5 separate regions of the Mus musculus genome follow, and regions 1, 2, 3 and 4 are each linked to region 5. Evidence: chromatin contacts called from public Hi-C, HiChIP or PLAC-seq and promoter capture Hi-C data. All regions are on one chromosome and are shown on one strand. The core of a region is the stretch at or near the end of the contact, and the rest is flanking DNA. Distances in the headings are between cores, read along the strand shown.

What was found. Promoter capture Hi-C pulls out the DNA fragments that hold promoters and counts their contacts. Hi-C and Micro-C count contacts between places; a contact is called where the count stands out from the background. HiChIP or PLAC-seq counts read pairs in DNA pulled down with a chosen protein or histone mark.
Region 1: a Hi-C map of the N1E-115 cell line shows a contact between it and region 5, with 8 times the contacts expected there. The contact joins the promoter of C230014O12Rik here to the promoter of Pbx3 in region 5. A contact is called at or near these places in 3 of 484 Hi-C or Micro-C datasets (the N1E-115 cell line, cerebellar granule neurons and palatal mesenchyme), 9 of 115 datasets of contacts at active chromatin or transcription factors (astrocytes, embryonic basal ganglia, embryonic forebrain and 6 more) and 1 of 9 other capture datasets (pancreatic islet).
Region 2: a contact with region 5 is called in a promoter capture Hi-C map of hippocampal neurons, with 3 times the contacts expected there. The contact joins the enhancer-like site here to the promoter of Pbx3 in region 5. A contact is called at or near these places in 1 of 39 promoter capture datasets (hippocampal neurons), 1 of 484 Hi-C or Micro-C datasets (palatal mesenchyme) and 9 of 115 datasets of contacts at active chromatin or transcription factors (embryonic forebrain, embryonic hindbrain, embryonic limb bud and 6 more).
Region 3: a contact with region 5 is called in an H3K4me3 HiChIP or PLAC-seq map of embryonic limb bud, with 4 times the contacts expected there. The contact joins the enhancer-like site here to the promoter of Pbx3 in region 5. A contact is called at or near these places in 1 of 39 promoter capture datasets (liver), 1 of 484 Hi-C or Micro-C datasets (nephron progenitors), 10 of 115 datasets of contacts at active chromatin or transcription factors (embryonic basal ganglia, embryonic forebrain, embryonic hindbrain and 5 more) and 1 of 9 other capture datasets (embryonic tail).
Region 4: an H3K4me3 HiChIP or PLAC-seq map of forebrain shows a contact between it and region 5, with 2.6 times the contacts expected there. The contact joins the enhancer-like site here to the promoter of Pbx3 in region 5. A contact is called at or near these places in 1 of 39 promoter capture datasets (the 3T3-L1 cell line), 6 of 115 datasets of contacts at active chromatin or transcription factors (bone marrow-derived macrophages, effector CD8 T cells, embryonic hindbrain and 2 more) and 1 of 9 other capture datasets (pancreatic islet).

What each region holds. Positions count from the first base shown.
Region 1 is chr2:34,106,362-34,109,061 of GRCm38.p6, forward strand. It overlaps C230014O12Rik (RIKEN cDNA C230014O12 gene), which reads right to left and starts at 1,374. Exons shown (of 4, transcript NR_130173.1): 1 at 1,148-1,374.
Region 2 is chr2:34,083,357-34,086,056 of GRCm38.p6, forward strand. The region is part of intron 1 of C230014O12Rik (RIKEN cDNA C230014O12 gene); the gene reads right to left. Among named protein-coding and RNA genes, the nearest start is that of C230014O12Rik, 23 kb to the right of the region's middle. Within about 2 kb of position 1,330, at least 29 of the 459 cell types and tissues checked have an H3K27ac peak or open chromatin away from gene starts, as enhancers often do. A contact at or near this core is called in forebrain and hippocampal neurons, where this site is marked.
Region 3 is chr2:34,063,922-34,066,621 of GRCm38.p6, forward strand. All of the region lies in intron 1 of C230014O12Rik (RIKEN cDNA C230014O12 gene), which reads right to left. Among named protein-coding and RNA genes, the nearest start is that of C230014O12Rik, 42 kb to the right of the region's middle. Within about 2 kb of position 1,355, at least 18 of the 459 cell types and tissues checked have an H3K27ac peak or open chromatin away from gene starts, as enhancers often do. A contact at or near this core is called in embryonic basal ganglia and embryonic limb bud, where this site is marked.
Region 4 is chr2:34,670,048-34,672,747 of GRCm38.p6, forward strand. No RefSeq gene overlaps it. Among named protein-coding and RNA genes, the nearest start is that of Gm34372, 32 kb to the left of the region's middle. Within about 2 kb of position 1,439, at least 152 of the 459 cell types and tissues checked have an H3K27ac peak or open chromatin away from gene starts, as enhancers often do. A contact at or near this core is called in bone marrow-derived macrophages, forebrain and pancreatic islet, where this site is marked.
Region 5 is chr2:34,370,621-34,373,415 of GRCm38.p6, forward strand. Pbx3 (pre B cell leukemia homeobox 3) reads right to left here and starts at 1,425. Exons shown (of 9, transcript NM_016768.2): 1 at 1,101-1,425; 2 at 204-277. The coding sequence starts at 1,300.

The sequences.
Region 1 (2,700 bases), core at 124-2,623, 260 kb before region 5:
GCAGAACAGAATAGGGAGTCGGTGAGCTCAAGGTGGGGTGCCAAGGCTGGTGAGCCCTGCAGAGGGACAGGCCTGGGCCGGAGGAGGTGATGGATGGCGTGCCCATCAATTTCTGAAGGCCAAGGCTCGGAGAGCAGCCGAGTCAGTGAAATTTACATTATTAATCTCTTGTAATAATCTATGACTCAAGCAGGCTGAGAAAATAGCCGCAGCTACGGAGTGACCAGCCTATATAAATAACGGCTCCCCGCTCAATTTAATTGCACTCTGGTGAAAGCCCTCTTCTTGTATCTTTCTAATTACTTTAGTTTCATTAGGTCTAGCAGAGAAAGGGAGAGAAAGAGAGAGAGAGCCGTGAAAAAGAGAGGGAGAGAAAGGGGGAGGGGCAGGGGGAGCGTCGCAACAATGAAAAATTCATATTCCGATTTTTTTTTGTTCTGTGAAATATTTAAATGTTAATAGCCATTCCGTCGTTGACATGCTATCTCACCAGTGTGGAGTTAAACAGAAAATCTATTTAATCTACGGGATCTCATTAAATGGTCGTGGCAAGGCAGTGGCTGGGAAGTAGTCAATAGCCGGGAAAGAGGAGAGGGAGGAGGGGTGGGGGAGGGAAGAAAGAGCTGCTAAGATTCTTTAATTTAATTTATTGTCGTGCATGAGACACCAGGAGAGGCGGGGAGACGCTGGCTCCTGCGCCTCCATTTGAGTGGCTAATGATTAAATGTTTTCCATTGTGCTACAGCTGGTATGTATTATCACAGAGTGAGTGAAAAACAGAAACTCTCAGCAATTTTGACTGCTTTCCAAATATTAGCCCCTTTTAAAGCCATTAAAAGATTATCACTGATTTAACCAAATGTCTGTTTGGAGTATTAACCGCAGTCTGTTCTCCGAATCCCCAGAATGCCTCTCCTCTCTCCTCTCCTCCGATTATCTCATCCACCCAGCAGTATTTAATTTCATTCCCATGAATATGCAATGAATTTAATTTTGAACACTATTTTCATCTGCTCCTGTAATCACAAAAAATGCTGGTGTAATTAGTTTCTAATTACTTGCTTTAATTGTTGTAGTAATCATTTTAATTACCCAAATGCACAGACATCAAACGCTAAAAGGAAAATAATCCTCTCGCACCTCCTACCTTGTCTTTCAGCCTCGGTGTTTGATATCTCGATTTTGACACGGGCAACCTTCACTGAGCCGGGGGTGCTCCGGGGGGCTTCTGGGGCTCAGGGAGGCCGCTCCAAGCCCAGGCCTCAACACAATCTGCTCACAGAAATTTGCATGCCCCCCAAAAAACCATTAAGTTAAAATATACAGTTATTGTACCTTTCTGGGCCGGGCGCCACGCGCGGGCTTATTGCTGAAGCCCAAACCGGCACGAGCAGATGGTAAATCATGAAATTTTATGAAATTATTACGCCGGCGAGGTGTTTTGAATAGGAGCAGCTGTGAAGGAGATGGGACGTTATAAACACTCACAGGTGTTGCCATCTCCTCCTCTGCCAGCCGCAACATAAAAAAAAAATTAAATTATAAACAAACCAGGCAAATGTTGTAATCTCTCTCCTCGACACACTCCTTACAGGGAAATTGCTTAAACTAAGCAAAGAATTCAATTTTAATTTGCATAAAATATTTATCAAGGCTTACGCAAATTTCCGCGCGGCTCCCTTCCTGCCAAGTTGAAAATTGCTCAGACATACAGAGGTGGAATATCGGCATGTGAGGAGACCATTAGGCCAGCCCTCCCGGCCACTCGAGCTGTGCAGACGCCACGTGCCCAGCAGCAGGCCAGGCTCTGCCAATTTGGCCTTTTAATTTTTTTTTTCTTTTTCTTTCGTCCCTTTTTTGCAAACAGATTGTTTTTCTCATTATGTTTTTATATGTACCTAAACTGTTAATTAGGCCCTTAGAAGCGTTTTTATTGGGGCCTAAGTGTAACGGGCTGCTTTGTTCACAGGCCCGCACCTTTCAGCGGCTCCACGAACAGGGGTTTTTTTGCCTCCGTGGCAGTCCAGGGTTACGTGCGGGGAGAAGGGCGCCCTGACCTAGGGAGGATGTTTCAGTTCTCCTGGGTGCTTGCGGATGGTGGCCCCAGAGGAGAAGAGGAAGAGGAGGAAGCTGAGGAAGCAAAGACAGAGTCGCACTTCCTCTGGACTCGGGGCGGCTTCTAAGTCAGGAAGCCCTCCAGGCCGGATTCCAGAAAGCAGGATCTTAGCACTTCACAGTGCAGCCTTGTCTACACCTGCCTGAGGCCTTTATACCTCTTCTACCTCAGAATGTTGAGTCAAGACTGCTGGCAGCCTGGTCCGGCTTCCCAGCCCAGAGGAACCCTCCTTAAAGAAACCCCTCACACACAAACTTTCTTCACAGAGTTTGACACCATCAGGGTGGACCTGTCCCGGAGTTTTAGTGTCTGCTTCCTTTAATAGGATGAGACCCTCATGAGGACAAAGATGCCGATCTGGCTCTGGGTGTGTTCTCTGACAGAGCCTTGCCTGATAGCATGGGGTCTGCGTACAAAAAGGGTAGAGAGGAACCAACCGTCACCAAGCCGGAAGCATCTTTTGTTAGTTAGGGAAGTGCACTGAGCCAGGACTGGGCTACTTGGAGTGTGGCCTTTGACCCTACCACATGGGTCACCTGTGTGTCAAATGAAACACTGATGTCCACACGCCCGGCCTCAGGGGT
Region 2 (2,700 bases), core at 80-2,579, 290 kb before region 5:
ACAGGGTGGAAAGGCCAGATCTTAAAGGACCTGGAACATTCATTCCCTTCCCCATTGGATCAGCTGGTTAGTGTCACTTGCTCTTGCCTTGGTGTCCCTTTGACAGTCTCTCATGCTTCTGGCAAGGCCACAGAGGATGCAGTGATCAGAACATCTGGGGCCAAGGGCACGGAAACACTGTCACCTGCCTTAGATGATGGTACTGCCCAAGGCTGATCAGACTCCATGAGGAGCCCTGCTCAGTCTTCCCGGGACATATCCTCAGGGGTTATCCAACTGTCACCTGCTCCTCAAGTCTCGAGCTTCAACTCCCCTACCCCACAACTTCCATGAGTGCTGTCTCGGGGCTTCAACACATATGGACTCCAACCCACATATGGCCCACACCTGCTAGAACACTAGACACAAACTTCCCTTTTAGCCCAGTTCCTGAATAACCCTTTAGGTCTCCTCTTATTTCCCAAGTCCTGCATTTGACTGGTCTCCTGTCTTATATTTCAATCACTCCTGTGATATTTTAGAATAGCAGTCATCATAGCTTATTGGAGTTCCTAGAACGATCCATCTGCAAACATCTCCCTCCATGAGGCAATTCCATGATATTTGCCATCCCTGGCACACAGTAGGTCTCCCTCCGTGAGGTGATTCCATGGTATTTGCCATCCCTGGCACACAGTAGGTCTTCAGCAAACATCTGAGGATGGATGAATTCAGGTGAGGGCCTCACCTCTGTGTTGTGACTTTCTGAGCTGTAGAGCAGCTGTGTTAGTTGCTTTGCTCATTGCTATGACAACAGAAGCAACTTAAGGGAAGAACAGTTTATTTGGGCTGATGACCTGCAAGAGTACAGTCCATCATGGCAGTGGGCCTGTAGGACTGGGACTCCTTCCTGGATCCCAAACCAGAGCAATGAATGCTGATGTTCACCAGACTTTCTCCTTGTCCCTCCATTTTTATTCAGGGGGACCCCTGGCCTATGGATGGTGTCACCTACACTCATGGTGGGTCTCAGAGTTATACCTCTCTGAAAACATTCTCACATATGCCTCCAGAGATGACCCCACAGTCAAACTGATGTTGAAAGTTAACTATCACAGCAGCCCTGGGAATACAGGCTCTGTTTCTTCTTTTTTTATTATTGTTTGATGTGTGTGTGTGTGTACATGTGTGTACGTGTACATTCCTGTGTGCATGCATACACACATGTCCCAGCCTTTGTGTAGAGTTCAGAGAACAACTCACAGGAATCAGTTTTTTCCTGCTCTGTGGATTCTGAGGAGTGCCAGGCTCAGTAGCCTGCTGAGCCATCTGTGGAGAACTGCTGAATTGTTGATTAATGTGGGAGGGTCCCACCCACTGTGGGTGGGGCCACCCCTGAATAGGTGGCTCTGTGTTGTATAACAAAGCTGGCTGGGGAAGCAAGCCTGTAGGCAAAATTCTCTATGGTTTCTGCTGAGTTCCTGCCCTAAATTTTTCAATGATGGACTGTGACTTAGAGATAGATAGATAGATAGATAGATAGATAGATAGATAGATAGATAGATAGATGATAGAGAGATAGATGATAGAGAGATAGATGATAGAGAGATGATAGACAGATAGATAATTGATAGATAGATAGATAGATAGATAGATAGATAGATAGATAGATAGATAGATGATTGATAGATAGATACTTTCCTTCTCTAAGCTGTTTTTGGCCATGGCATTTATTATAGCAACAGAAAGTAAATTGATACTCACACCCCTGTTATTTCTCAGATAGGTCTCAGGTTTCAGTGTCAAGATGGCTTGGAGTAAATGTCCCTACTAACTTCCTAAGGGGGCTACATAATTAGAATATGCTGTGTATCAAATTCTGTCCCTCCAAAATCCTGGGAGATAGGTCAGTCAGTATAGTGCATAGGGGCCTGAGTTCAGTCCCCTGTTAGAGCTGGGCACTGTGGCATGCATGTATAAACATGAGCACATACACACAAAGGCCAGACATGTAGACATGGTGTCTCAGGCCTGTAAGCCAGTACTTGGGGGGGTGGGGGAGTGGGATGCTGAGGCAGCCTCCTGTTTAAGACCAGCCTGAGCTACTTAGTGAGCTCAAGCCAGCCCGGGCTACTGCAGCGTGAGAGCCTGTCTCTAACAGATAAACAAAAGCCACATGGCAGTGTCACTGTGTTTGTGAGTGGGACCTTATTTGGAAATTGGGTCTTTGTGGGTATGATCAAGGTAAGATGAGGCCTTACCAGAATGGGTGGTTCTTAATTCAGTTGTACTCGTGTAATTTAAGAGGAAAGAAGAGTCCATCTGACTTCAGAGGCAGAGTGGAGGGGTGCAGCCACAAGCTCAGGGTATGGAAGATGACTGGCCTAACGTGGAGCTGGAGAGGCAGAAAGAAGCACCTCCAAAGCTTTCACTTCAGATTTCTGGACCCTGGAACTGTGAGAAGATAGAGTTCTGCTATTCTTAGCCACTAGCTTTTGGTTTACAGAAACAACGTGCTTTATAAACCAGGGCTGAGGGCTTTTAATCCTTGTAGGGTCACAAAGCAGAAGCTGCATGGAGCAATCCTTTGTTCTATGACAGAAGTCCAGCATGCAAGCCACTCGGACCATCCAGGATGCTGGGATGAAGCAGAGACACTAAGGTATGTAGGAGATTGCACGGTTCAAGAATCTTCAGGTCACTAAGTCCATCTCTTCAAAG
Region 3 (2,700 bases), core at 105-2,604, 310 kb before region 5:
TTCTGGAGAGTCTCTCTCGTTCTCCTCCCCTCCCCTCCATGTAGACAGCCTTCCTGTTCTCCATGTCTCCTGGGGAAAGATGGGTCCTTGTTATAGGCCAGGGACTATCAACCTATCGTGATCTTCAGGAGAGTCTGACCTGCTGAGCTGAGGACCAGTGAGCTCTGGCTGGGAACAGGGCAGAGCACTATCCATAGATCTCAGAGAAAGGTGACTCCTGAAGATTAAGATTCATGGTCATGCTGGTCACTATGGTGCACACCATGTAATACCATTACTCAGGAGGTTGAGACAGGAACACACACACACACACACACACACACACACACACACACACACACACACACACACTATTCAGAGGGCAGTCTGAGCTCCATAGTACATTCCTGCCTCAGAAGAAGGGGAGGTGCTCCAACATTGTCCCAGCCAGGAGAGACCTAGGCCACCACATGGTCAGACTACACTGCGGGTAGAGACATATATGGAAAACAGGAAGCTATCCCCTTGTAAGGCTCCTTCCAGATCCATCACTGAGTGGATGTGAGAAGATGGGACTTTAGTTAGCAGTGGCAACATGGGACAAAGATAGAAGATGGAGAACCTTCAGGTGTTACACAGGTGACCCTAGAAGAGAAGATGACCTGTCCAAGATCACAGATGATTCCTGGCTTGGGGAGGATGAGGGCCTGCCTTCCTCTCCCAGTTTATACTCTGCACACTAATAGATGGGCTGGCCCAGTCAGAAGGATTCTGTGTGACAACAAAGCGCTAAGGATGTTTTTCAGAGGCCACCGAGGATCGCTGGAGGCAAACTAACACCATGGGTCTCTGCTGGGATGCGTGAGCACATTTCCTGCTCTGGAGTAGAGGGGATTGAGGAGGACACCGCTGGTTGTAGAACGAGCTCTTCTCCCCCCCTGCAAGACCTGAAGCAAAGAGGGGCACCAAGGCTCACAACAGAGGGCCCAGATTCATAGGAGGGAAACCAAGGTTCACAGATAAAGGGACTCAGTTTTACAAGAAGGGAACCCAAATTTGCAAGCAGGAGAACTAGATTCAGGGCAATGGGACTCAGTTTCACAGGAGACAGTACCCAGATCCACAGGAGAGGGGACTCAGGTCCATATAAAAAGGGTGTGGGGACCCAGATTCACACATGCAAGTGCACGTACACAGTCTACAAGTCCGTCAGTGTTCCTGGACGCTCTGAGAAGACACTCTGCTTAGAGCAGAAAACTTACCGTTCTCCTCTGAACCCCAAATCACACAAAACAATTGAGGGGAACGGACCACACTCAGAGACCAGGAGCAGAGTGGAACCCCTCCACGGGGTGCTGTTTATGCCAGTGCTCGGAGCTGTCCAGGGTACTGACCTGCGAGAACCTCTGCAGATGCTCAGGACCCTGAGACTTGCCCTGGGGTCTGTACAACCCACCATATTTGGGGGCGTGTCTTGGTTGGACAGAGAACCAGGTTGGTTGCACCTGACGTCCTTTGGTGGAGACAAAGCACACAGGTCACCCGTAGCTGTCTGTGGGTCACTCTCTTGCCCTTACTCCCTGTAGCCTTCTACTTGGAACCAGACTCAACCTCATCTGAACAATGTCATGAATATTCCCTCCTTGATGAACTTCAAGTCTTTTAATGACTCTTCATAAAGGAACAGTGGGGCCAAAAGTTGAGCAAAGGAGATGATTAAAGTGCCTTATTAAAAGCGGCCTTGTAGAATTCTCCACATGAAAGCAAGCACCATTATGAGGCCTTATCCTTATAAATGACGCTTCGCTTTCGCGAACATGCCGAAACCTGATTAGAGTGACAGGCGCTGACTGATACTGCAAACCTGTTAATAACATGAAAATTAGAAGAGGCTCATGCAAAGAAGGGAGATTAATTTAGCCGGAGTACATCTCGCGCAAATTGCAAAGTTGTGAATATGTTCTCAGATAATGAGCCTTCCCAGTCATCAGCCCGCTTGTCATCTTCTGTAATTAATGTTAAGGAAGACGCCTTCCTGATGGTTCGAATTACTCATATACCAAGAAAATTTCTTCAGAGAAATAATTTACATTTATTATCATCGGTCTGTTTGTGTGGTTTATTTCGTGCCCGCGTAATTTATTGCGGGACCGTTCGCCTTGCCTTGATTAGTCGCTCGTCAGGACGAGATGTAATTTTTTTTTCTTGATGGCGACATCTAACACTTGACAGTGGTGTAACACTCCTTGTCTCTGGATGGTTCCTCCCCCCAACCCCCACTTAAGTAAACTTTGGGGCTGAGTTCCCCTAAGATTGTCTCTCAGTCAAGATGAAGTAACAGAATAACTGCTGGCCAGCATGCCTCCAGGAACAATAGGGATTCTCCCTGAGCCCCTGGGGAAGGTCTAGGTCACCTCTCCCCTCTGATAGCCACTGATGAGGCTGTGGTGTAAGAGTTGACTCCACCCCTTTGAACCCACTGCTGCTGGCGATGGCAAGTTTGCTGTTAGTCTCCCCTCCCCACCCTCCACTAATTCCTCTCTCAGGCTCTCTGCTACTGGAGAAACCTCCACACCTGCATATTACTCCATCCCTAGTTGTATATACCCCTCATATGATGCACAACCCCTCCATCTTGATACTCATCCTCTTTGGGACAGCACAGAGCTTCAATGCACAGGTGTCCCGTAATTTCATATCCCTCACCCAATGATGCAGATC
Region 4 (2,700 bases), core at 189-2,688, 300 kb after region 5:
AGGACCTGGGTTCGATTTCCAGCATCCACATGGCCGCTCACAACCATCAGTAACTTCAGTTCCAGGAGATCCAACCCCCTCTCCTTGCCTCCATGAGCACTGCACACACATGATGCACAGACATGCGCTCAGGTACACAGGTACACATATACATGTAAATTTTAAAAAACGAGTGTTTTCAAATAGTCATGAGTAAGGAATAAATTTTATTCATAATATTAGGTCATATACAACCATTTAAAACTGAAGGTAGAGCTATAGTCAAATTATTTCATGAAGTATTCACTGGAGGACGCCTCTCAAGCAGTTCTGGTGAGCTAGAGAGTATGACCTCCATTTTCTGTACAGCTTTGATAAGCTTCCCCCTCCCCCCCCCCCACATCATTTCTAGCCTCCGCAGGTGTGATGGTTTTAATTGTCAACTTGACACAATGTACAGTCAACCTGGGAAGATCAAGGTGAAGGGTTGTCTAAATCAATCAGGTTGGCCAGTGCACTTGCCTGTGTATGTGTGGCTGGGTTATTTGTTGGAAATAATCCAATTGTTTGGAAACTTTGGTGGAAACACCCATTTGGTGGAATGTGCGTGGCATTATTTCAAGGGCTGGGCCCTATACAGGAGCGGGAAAAGGAGCATAAGAGGCATTCCTGCCTTGAGTGCCCCACTACGACAGACTGTAACCTGGAGCTGTAAGCCACATAAAGTCCTTCTCTTTTAAACTTGCTTTGGTCGGGGTATTTTCTCACAGCAACAACAGGGAAACCAGGACCGTGGGGCTCATGGCGATGCCCACACTGTGGGAGGGACATGTGGTCACCACTCTTTTTTTTTTTTAAAGATTTATTTATTTATTATATGTAAGTACACTGTAGTTGTCTTCAGACACTCCAGAAGAGGGAGTCAGATCTCGTTACGGATGGTTGTGAGCCACCATGTGGTTGCTGGGATTTGAACTCCTGACCTTCGGAAGAGCAGTCGGGTGCTCTTACCCACTGAGCCATCTCACCAGCAGCCCGTGGTCACCACTCTTGACAGATGAAATGGTCTCAGAGTGCGCGGTGCCACTGTGACTGAAGACGCAGCACTCCCCAGCAGCAGCCCCTGCAGAACGGGGTGTGAAGGCTCCCCGGTGTCGGGACTGTACTGCTAGGTCTTTCATGATGATCGGAGCCCTTGAGCGATGGACATCGATGTCGATGGCCGGACAGTAACTTTGATACGGAGTTGTCGTAGAGAAGCCTCATAGCTGGTAATGACCATCTCACACGACGCGGTGGACAAGGAGGCGCCGGCTGTATTCGCTTGTGTACCGTGGGAGCTGCACATTTGGGGGGGGGGTGTCTGTCTAGTGCTGTCCTGGTACAGGGTTCCTTCAATGCTCTGGAAGCTGGGAGCGACTGCTAAGCTCAGACTCACAAGGCCGCCTCACAGCTATTGCTTTGTACCTGTCCTTGGCCACAAGATGTCACCCAAGGAGCGGCAAAGCGGGGGTGGAGTGGGGGTCGTGGGCTGGGAGGAAAGCTGCCAGACAGGAATCAAGCAGGGGACAAGGGCAAGATCTCGACAGAGCCATCAGCAGATGCCACCTAACCTGACCAAGTAGGGCTACAACTGCGTTCTTCATGGGCAGATGCGTCGATGTGCTGGACACCGCTACAAACAGGCGCTCGGATGACACGGGGGCCCCACGGGCGCTGGGGTCTCGCGTGGACTACACATGATACAGAGGGAGCCGGGCACGGACGGTCTGGGTTCTACGGCTCCTCATTTGGTCATTTCCAGCAGGCCCACTTTATGTGGCAGTCAGTGGCTTCGAGACCCAGCACGGAAGCAGAGGAAGGGACGACCAGCGCATGCGCAGCCTGCAACCCCACCCTGGAGAGTTTATATCCAGTCGCGGTTGTCCCAGTCCTGCCTCCTGGGTAAGGGATGTGGCTTGTCGGTGCAGGCCCTCTGGGTTTCACTGCGCACGTATAAAGTGCCGAGATGCAAATGTACCCACAGCTCACCTGCAGACTGACTACAGCCCATTTGCACACACATGCACCGATCTGCAGCCAGCTACAGCCCACCCACAGCCCACCAGAGCCAGGAGAGGCTATGGGCATAATCTTTCCAAAAGGTGGGATCCCACTGAGTGACAGGTCTTGCCTGAATTTGGAAAGAAAAGATAGTTTATACTATCCACTCCCAGCAGCAAACATCTGGGGACCATTGCTTGTGACTGTGCAGGCAAGCAGGAGCACTAGGGGGCCAGACCTTACTGGAGAGGGAATGAAGGTGTCACTGGTCCTCCAAGGATATTTACAGGAGACAAAGGTAACACAAGTGAGAGGCTGGAGGAGCTATCGGGAAGATAGGCTCACTCGCAAAGGCAGACAGAGTATGTTTCCCGGCAGCTGCAGGCTTGGCTGCTTTACTTTTGTTAAGACTGCCTTGTGTGTCTTTGTGGCTTTTAGGCGGATGCTTGGGCATCAGGTGTCCTCTATCAGGGTCCCTGTTTTCTCACTAGTCTGGAAGCCAGCAGGCCCCAGGATCCTCCCTCAGACTTGGATTCCTCTGTCCTTCATCTAAGCCTCTGAGCTGGGACCACAGAGGTGTGAGGACACTAGAATTGTTAGGTCCTGGGACCCAAACTGATGGATACCACTCATAGCTTTCCCAATAGAGCACATTCCAATCTAGGCCTTGAATCCCAG
Region 5 (2,795 bases), core at 175-2,674:
TTTAGTACCAAAGCAGAATTGAGAAATAGACTCCAGATTTATTGCAGGTTTGTTTTTTTTTTCTCAAGATCAGGAGGTGGGAAGCAAAGAATGATCAAAGATGGCGGTGCCCAAAAGCAGCAGCTCTCAACTGGAGAGTCGAAGGAGTAGATCTGACCCCACCTCGGGGGTCTCCAGGCCCACTGTGAGCAGCAGAGTCTTACCTGTTTTCTCTTTGATCTCACACAAGACGCTGAAGAGCGCCGGTTTCATTCTGTGACAGTTCAGAGCATGTTTCCTAAAAAACAAATAGCAAAACACAAAGGTATTAGCATCACCTATTGGAATAATATGGCGCCTTCCTTTAAGTTAGACCCAAGATTTAAAACCGGCCCCCAGTTTGGAAAAGCTCCTTTGAACCACGGGAAGTCAACAAAAACTCAAGTTTACTAGTTCGCAACTGGCGGCAAGCTCTAGCGGCTGAGAGCTCCAGCCCGATAGCAGCGTGACCCATCTGCTGGCTCGACAGAAGCCTCGGCGTACACAGGAGTGACCCGTGCATGAGGCTCCGCTCCGGGGGCCGCGGCGGGACCCAAGGGACCAGACCGGAGCGGAGGGAACCCCAACGCCCAAGCTCCACAAGAGGAGCGGGCGCAGCGGCCAGCGGGCGGCTAATAATCAGCGGGTGACAGCTCCGCAAAGTTTGCCAAGCGGCCCTCCCTCTAGAGAACTTGGCGCTCCCGCACAGGGTTGTGCGGGGAAGCAGCCGGTCACCCCGGACTGGGCCGAGGGGAGTGGGTGCCCGGAGTCTGGGCAGGCGGAGAAAGTTGCACTTCCCTGCGGTGCGGCCACGGACCCGGCTGGGACGCGGAGCGCGCTGGGGTCCGAGCGGGAGGTTTAAATCTGGGGAGGGGGGCGGGCAGCAGGGCACGGACGAAGCAATGATCGAGTTTGTCCCGAGCCCGGCGAGCAACTTTGCCCGCGCGATGGGGGACACAGCAAGTGCCCGGCGGGCGGAGAAAGTTCCCGCCCGCAACTGAGGCCCGGGTCCCGGGAGCCAGCCGGGACCCGAGCCCGGCTCCCGTACACACACAAAAGATGCTTAATGAGACGACACCAACTTTGCTTGCGCCTCGTCCAAGCTCTGGTCGGTGATGGTCATGATCTGGTGGAGGATGTCGCCGATGTCCTGCTTCCTGCCGTCGCCGTCCGCCCCTTCGTGGCCGTGAGGGGGAGGCGGCAGAGCCATACCCCCCTGGACCGAGTGGCCGGCCAGGTTCACCCCGGCCAGAGTCTGCAGCATCCTGGATTGATCGTCCATCCCGCCGCGCGCGGGCGGGAGCGGGCGGCGGCGGCGGAGGCGAAGGCTGAGGCGGCGGCGGCGGCAGCGGCGGCGGCGGCGAGGGAGGAGAAGAAAGAGGGGGAGGGGGAGGGGGAGGCGGCCGCGCGCTCCCCGCCCGCGCGGGAGGGGGCGGCCTGGCCCGGCGCGGCCCGCGACTGAGGGGACGCGGACCGGCGTCCGGCTCCGGCTTCCGCCGCGGAGGAGACTGAGGACAGCGGCGGGCGGAAGCGGCGCGCTCGCCGGCGGAGGCGGAGGCGGTGGTGCCCGCTGCCCTCACGCGGCCGCCGCGCTGCCTCCTCAGCGCCCCTCGCCGCGCCGGGCGGCCCCGCACAACTTGGTCCTCAGCGCCAGCCGAGTTGCCGGGACGCCGCGGCCGCCGCCGCCCGCGCCAGCCAGAACGGTCCCCTCCCTCAGCCGCCTGCCGCCGCCGCCGCCGCCTCAACCGGGCGGGATCGGAGCACCGGCGGCCCCGAGGGAGGGAGCGGCGGCGGCGGCGGCGGGCTGCGGAGGAGGAGGAGAAGGAGGCCGACGGGCGGGCCGCGGGGAGCGAGAGGGGCGGAGGAGGAAAGTTTGGGAGCGGGCGGGCCGGCGCGGCGGGGACACGGAGCCCGGTGGAGGGCCCCGGCGGGCCGCACGCCGGGCGGACAGCAGATTGATGAGGCGGGAGAACTCGCCGCCGCCACCTCCGGTGCCGCGCACCCAGTCAGCAGCCGCTGTGGACCGGGCTCGAAGGCCGCTCGGCTGAGGGATTGACAGGCTGCCAGTGCCACTCACTCACTGCGGCCCCGGCGCCCGCGGGGGGAGGGGCAGGGAGAGCTGAAGGGCGGGGGAGCGCCCCGGATGCCCCGCCTCCGGAGGCGGAGCCTTCTCTCATTGGGCTTTGCGCCTCCCGCCGCCGCCACTGGCCCCGCCCCTAGAACGCAGCCCGTCCCCTCTGGCCTCTGCTGTGGGGTGCCTGAGAGCCAGCCCGGGAGCCTTATGGGCTACTCGCGCCGGCACTCCACAGATGGTCGGTCAGTCCAGCCAGCAAAGTGTTGTCCCCGGATCCTGCTCCTTCCCTATTATTAGCAGTTGGGGACTTAGAGGTGTTATATAGGACCGAATAAAGTGTACCCGTAGCCGACAGCGTGGTCCCCCATTGCATGAGATGAGCTTCACGCCTCGGACAGTGCCTGGGATACTTTCCCGCTCTTCATATCAAGAGGTGGTACCCTCTGGGCACAAGGCCTCAAGCACAGGGCCAATCGCATTGCGCTCAGCGCCGAACGAGGCGGGACAGAGCCAAGAAAGGGTTGTCCCAATTGGAGCGTTCGAAAGTCCTGGGCTGAGACCGGGAAAAGGGTCTAAAAGCCCTGCCCGTCCCACGGTCGCTATGGTAACCCGAACTCAGCACAAGGAGTTAGCGCTGGCAGTAGGGCCTTGCGCTGTCTGTCCCTCAAGGAGTGACCAGTTAGAATGGGAGCCTGTGGTTTCG